2 separate regions of the Mus musculus genome follow, and region 1 is linked to region 2. A link is a contact called in public promoter capture Hi-C data. All regions are on one chromosome and are shown on one strand. Each heading gives the region's core, a stretch centred on a gene start, on an enhancer-like site or on the middle of the called end of the contact. The rest is flanking DNA. Distances are from core to core; before and after follow the strand shown. Region 1 holds the start of Rps18-ps4 (ribosomal protein S18, pseudogene 4). Region 2 overlaps Gm34087 (a long non-coding RNA gene).

What was found. Promoter capture Hi-C pulls out the DNA fragments that hold promoters and counts their contacts.
Region 1: a promoter capture Hi-C map of hippocampal neurons shows a contact between it and region 2, with 2.4 times the contacts expected there. The contact joins the promoter of Rps18-ps4 here to the enhancer-like site in region 2. A contact is called at or near these places in 7 of 39 promoter capture datasets (the 3T3-L1 cell line, 3T3-L1-derived adipocytes, hematopoietic stem and progenitor cells and 3 more), 3 of 484 Hi-C or Micro-C datasets (the C2C12 cell line, brain and muscle stem cells), 1 of 115 datasets of contacts at active chromatin or transcription factors (embryonic stem cells) and 1 of 9 other capture datasets (pancreatic islet).

The regions. Positions count from the first base shown.
Region 1 is chr13:97,749,752-97,752,737 of GRCm38.p6, forward strand. Rps18-ps4 (ribosomal protein S18, pseudogene 4) reads left to right here and starts at 1,361. Exons shown (of 3, transcript NR_152263.1): 1 at 1,361-1,401; 2 at 1,661-1,818.
Region 2 is chr13:97,605,619-97,608,742 of GRCm38.p6, forward strand. It overlaps Gm34087 (a long non-coding RNA gene), which reads right to left. Exons shown (of 5, transcript XR_873831.2): 3 at 2,946-3,124; 4 at 1,814-1,893. Among named protein-coding and RNA genes, the nearest start is that of Gm34087, 16 kb to the right of the region's middle. Within about 2 kb of position 1,728, at least 35 of the 459 cell types and tissues checked have an H3K27ac peak or open chromatin away from gene starts, as enhancers often do. A contact at or near this core is called in brain and hippocampal neurons, where this site is marked.

The sequences.
Region 1 (2,986 bases), core at 111-2,610, 140 kb after region 2:
AGATGTAGTCCCAGCAATTAGAAAGCACAGACAGGAGAACGACTGTAAGTTCAAAGAACTGGCATGCTGGTCTACACAGTGAGCTCCAATCCAACCAGGGCTATATAGTAAACCCCTGTCTCCAAAAGGGGAATGGCTGGGATGATAGCTTAGACGGGAAAGTGCTTGGCACAAGAATGTGGGCCAGAGTTCAGTTCTCCAGAACCCATATACAACACACAAAAGCCAGGCAGGTGACAAAAATTGAAACCTCAAAACTGGTAAATTGAGGACATGGACCCATGGGGGCTCACTGGACAGCTATCTTATCCTGCTTGTTGAGTTCTAGGCCAGTGAGTAAACCTGCCTCAAGAAAATAAGGTGGGTAGTTCCTGAGTCACAATAGGCAAGGCTCATACACGCATGTGCACATCCATGCAAGCACACACGGAAGGACTCATGCACATGTACACACATGCAAGCACACACACAAGGCTCACGTGCGTGTACACACACACACACACACACACACATGCACAAGAGGAAAAAATAGCCTTCCAAACTTCTTCAGGGTTCAACCCGGAGGAAGAACACTTCCCTCCACTCTTGCTGAGTTTCCTTAGGGGTTTCCTTACAGAGAGTGCCCGTTGCCTTCTTACCTACTTCTCACAATGGCACAGACAATAGCAATCAACCCATCGATCAGTCGATCAGAGCTTGCACTTGAGCTTGGATATCCGCCACTCTTAGTCAGACAGAAATTTCCCAAGCAACACTATAAAGGACTATGACTTAATCTGTCAGGCTGGCTCTGCACTGTGGCACCAAATAAACCACCTTTGCAATGAGATAGTTTAGAACTCAAAGGGCTGGGAACACAAAGTCACATCATACGTTTATTCTAATTTCTTTCGAAGAAAATGATATATATCATCGTATTATTTTACATTACTAAATTATATAAAGTACTCTTAATGGCTGCTATAGTTTGTTGTATGTGCCTATGTTTCTCTTGGCAGCACTTGCTCGAACCTATTCCATTAACAGAGCTACACGAATTTGATTTTAGAAAAAAAAAATAATCCATCCTTGGAAGGAAAGTGTCATCACTTTCATGGAAACAATATCCCTCAGCAAACAATGCCCTTTATTTTGGCAACCTGTCCTTCCTGCCATCTGCCTTGCAAAGCACTTGCCAGGGTTGCAATAATAATTGAGTTAGAGAGGGAATTAGATGTAATGAAGGGGAAGAAAATTGATTGCTTAATTTTTATTAACAGAATGCAAGAGAATCGTGAAGCCCTGCTGTGAACCAAAATGAGACAAAGAGGGGGAAACACAGAGAGGACTCCAGGTGGCAGAAGTGTGTCTGCACACACATGTGCAGTCCTCCACAGAGGCTGAGGAGAGGCCAGCGGATAGGTGAGTCGGGGACTCTGGAAGGAAGGGCTAAAAGGCAAAGACAGCCAGAACTGAGCATATGAGCCTATAGAGAAAGGGCACAGCCGGCCAGAGCTTGTGTGTCTCTGCTGGGAAGGGAGGCTGAGCATTTCCTACATTCTGCCTGGCAGGGATCCCATCCTTGCTAGGTTGAGCCAGGATGCATGTGGGCATACAAACATGAGTTTCTTCTGGGCCTCCACCCTCCAGCCACGGCTAGTAACCTTTATGGGCCTTGTAGATCCATAAAGAAGAATGCAGAGGTGAAGGATACTCAACAGAATGCTGTCCTGATGTGCATGAAGCCCTGGGTTCCGTTCTCAGCACCAAATATACTGGGCCTGCTGGTATAAGCTGGTGATCTCAGCACACAGGAAGTGAAGGCAGGAGAGTCAGAAGGTCAGAGTTAAGCTTTGGAGGTTGCTCAGTGGGTAAGAGAGTTTGCTGAAGAGGTATGTAGACCCAAGTTCAAATCCCCAGCTTCCACATAAAAAGCTGGGCATGGCCATGAGTAACCCAGGGTGTTATTGACAGAGGCAGGAAGATCACCTGAGGGTAATAAAGCAGAGAGGAAAATAACAGGATGCCTGAGGTCCTTTTCTGGTGAGTGTGCATGCCCCCTACGTTCAGATGTACGTATTCTGAACACAAACAACACAAAAAAGTTATTTAAAACTGATTTAAGGAAAAAAATCAAACAAACGGGCTAAAGGGATGGCTCAGTGGTTAAGAGCACTGACTGCTCTTCAAGAGGTCCTGAGTTCAATTCCCAGCCACCACATGATGGTTCACAACCATATATATATAAAATAGATAGAAATCTTAAAACAACAATAACAAAGACGAAGCTCAAAGTCCATCTTGGCTGCATAGTGAGTTCCAGACAGATTGAGCTACATCTGATCATATCTCAAAAACAAAACAAAAATTTTCTGGGGTCAATCAGACTATGTCTTCTGCTTATCATTAAGGAATGCCCATGCTAACTCTACTATCATACAATGTTTCCTTCTTAGAGTAACCAGTAACTCCCATAATCTTCTTGCCAGTCCCGAGAATCAGCACAAATCCATCCCTGTCACATGACGGCTGTGGGAACTCTGGGATCAATTGGAAGCCGATCTTTGTAACGTGAAGTGCAAGGAACAAACGGCTCAGAAAGAGAAAGCCCCCCGGAAGTCCAATCGTCATCAGAGAGGGTTCCACTAACAGCTGATGGGGACAGATGCAGAGACCCACAACCAAACATAAGGCTGATAGAGGCCCCAAATTGAAGATCTTCACCATGCCCCTTCTCTTGGAGCTTAGGGAACCCTGCAGAAGAGGGGAGAAAAGGATTGCAGAAGCCAGAGAGTTGAGGGCACCAGGACAACATGGCCCACAGAATCAACTAAGCAGGGTTCCTAGGTGCTCACAGCGACTACTGTGGTAATCACGGAGCCTGCGCGGGTCTGTGCTGGGTCCTCAGCATATATATTAGTGGTTTTTAGCTAGGTGTTTTTGTGGGATTCCTAGCAGTGGAAGTAGGGTTGTCTCCAAGTCTTTCACTTGCTCCTGTGACCCTTTT
Region 2 (3,124 bases), core at 478-2,977:
ATTTAAGAATGCTCCCTGGAGCAAACAGCTGGCAGTGGTGGCGGCGGGAGGGGGCAGCTGGAGCATGGTGAGTTAAGTCTAAAACAAAAACTGGAGAGCAGAGGGGGGGACGGGAGCAGAGAGTGATTGGAAGAGAAGGTGGGAAAAGCCTACATTGAAAACCTTCCATTTTTCAGACAGCTGGTGAGAGTTGTAAAAGTTTACTTTATTTTCAAAGTGCCATTAAGAGGCCATTTAGAGTTATTATCTAGTGGATATTGGGGCCCAATTTAGGGTGTGAATTTGGAAGCCTTTAATACCAGAGTCCCAGTAGGGAGCCTGGAAGTAGCAATGAAGACATTCCCGTTGAATGAGAGTAGAAGTTATCAATTACCCACACCAGTGTCATTAGGATAAATATGATAACTAGGAATGGAAGCATCTAAGCCAGATCACCAGGTCATCATGGGGTAAACTAGGCCATGAGCGGCAGCAGAATGGTTTACCTAGGCCTAGGATTTTCCAATAGCTCTAGAAAGGAACTGTCTTGAGAAGAGAAAGAGACCTCACCCAAGGAAAGAGGTTCTAGGATGAAGAGTCAGGGAAGAGGGTCATGACTCTGAATATCTTTGTCCCCAAGTACAGCAGGGGGTGGCTGTGAGCCCAACTGCCTTCCCTTGGGACCAGGGGTCGTTTAAGCTGACTAGTGGTGTGTGTGTGTGTGTGTGTGTGTGTGTGTGTGTGTGTGGTGGGGGAGCTTACCAATTTGCTGGTATTTGGATGGATAGGTCAAGCAATCCGATGTCTGGAAAGTGCTTGTAGCAAAGGTGGGAAATGTGAACCTGCGAGTTTGTAAATCTGAGTCGTGACACTAAATCAAATGTTTTATAAAACCAAGGATATGTTTTGTAGAGTGTGGTGTGGTGTGGTGTGGTGTGGTGTGGTGTGGTGTGGTGTGGTGTGGTGGGAGAGGGTACCTCAGCAGGCCCATGCTGAAGCATCCTACCCCCAAGGTACCTAGACCCAATGGGTATACTAGACCCAATAGGTCTAGTATAAGAATAGAGTTTATTTGGGGGCATGGGAAAGGGAATTGAGAAGGAAGTAGAGGCAGAGAGAGAGAGAGAGAGAGAGAGCTGGAGGAATCTTAGAAGGAATACCATCAGGTACTATCACTGTCTCCATTTCAAGTGTGAAACTGAGATGCCTTGAGGTCATTTGCTGCACCCAAGAACCTACTGCTGGTAAAGGTGGGTGTGTGGGTTTAAAGTCAGCCGAAGCCTTCTCTACTCTGATCTTGCATTTGCTTGACATGGCCCACATTTTCTCTCTGGAAGCAAGACCCAAGCCTGATAAACACCAGGAGTCACATTGGCATTGACAAGTGTCCTCAGAGCCCCAATGCATGCTGCTTTCCCTAAGGGAATGCTGTCCTTATTCTGGACACAAATCTTGGGAAAGCCCAACAAAATGGTTGAAGCTAAAGCTGTGGGGTCCTCAGCACTTCTATCTGTATCCCTTTAGATGCGATTTCCAAGAAAGAAAGCCTAAAGCTTACAGGAGGCTTCCACTCAACTCTGTGTGGATGCTTGGAACATGGCTTTCCTTTCCTGCCTCCTTGAGATAGTAGGTGTAGAGGCAGCTGAGGCATCGGATTGATTTTGGCTAAGCCAAGAGCACAATGGGCCACAGGTCAGTGGAGACTGCCCCCTGCAGGCTCCCGCCTCCTATTTACCTAGTACCAATTCTGAGCCTGAACTTCCTCCAACTGGCTTCTGAGGCCCCTCTAACCTACGCAGCTGCCTTTGACTCTGTGGACATCAGAATAACTTACAGGCAGATGTCACAATAGAAGAATGCCCGCGTTGCCGCTTCCAACTGTGGGTCAAATGTGTTCGTTCACCTGCCTGTCTCCTGTGGGTCAGAGAGAGAACAGGGTTGACAGCCCGGAGAAACTGCTAACGAAGCAAGACTTGATGCAAGCTGCCTAGACAGACACATTATCTGGGAGTAAAGGCTCAGCCTTCAGAAAGATTTACAGCAGGATGTGAGGGGGAGTGGATCTGAAAGTGTGTCTCTGTGGCGTGGGGAGTAGCTGAAGGCGCTGAGCTGTGTTCTGTAGTTAGTGCTGCCTTTTGTTTCCAAAGCCACATTGCTGAGGCAACATTTACCTGCTGGCTGCACAGTCCCCCCAGTCACTTAAGACTCCTTCATTCTATTTAACTATTATGAGTGCATGGTACTAGGTCCCTGAATTATACATTAGCCTAAAAATGCTAGGAGAGTCATTGATGTGTGCTGCAAATTAATAGAAACAGAATCTTAAAGCAAGAAGTGTGTGTGTGTGTGTGTGTGTGTCTATGAATATTAGTGTGTATAGTGTGCTATGTTTGCGGGATAGGTGTGATTTGGTGCATGGTGTTGGGGGTAGTGCAGAGGTGATGGTGATGGTGATGATGATGTATATGCACAATGCAATGGTGGGCATTGCTTTCTTGCTTCCATTTTATTATATGAAATAGCACACTGTTGCAATCAGCCAACAGCTCTTACAGATTTCTTTTGGTAAACAGTCCCCATCACACATGAAGTCCATTGCATGGGAGAAAATGTTATGTGGTAAGGGTTCTTGAAACTCATCTACATAAGGTGTGTGTGTGTGTGTGTGTGTGTGTGTGTGTGTGTGTGTGTGTGTGTTCCTCTTTGGTTCCCTGACTTAATTGCAGATAGAAACTGGTAATATTATCCAAGGGAGAAGGCTGAGGAGACGTTCTTAGGGGCTGGACACCATACCTGTTCTCCAGGTTCACCCCTGCTAGTCTGTAACATTACCCTATCACTACCCATGCTTTGCACAGTGGACTTGGCACTGGAGGAAGGTTGAGGGACTAGGTTGACTAGGTCAGCTATGACCTGCCCTAGGGAATGTGCGGCAAAGCAAAAGGTGAATGATGGAAGGCACCAACCCATTCTCTCCTTCACTTTAGCAGTGCCAAAGCTTCCTCCATCTGACTCTCAGTGCCCAGCCTCCTCCATCCGACTCTCAGTGAAGATCTGACAGCCTTGTACTACTCCAGGTTCTTGGTGTTTTGATATCAGATTCTCAGCCTTCAATTTCCCTCTCACTTCCCAACATTTTCCAGAA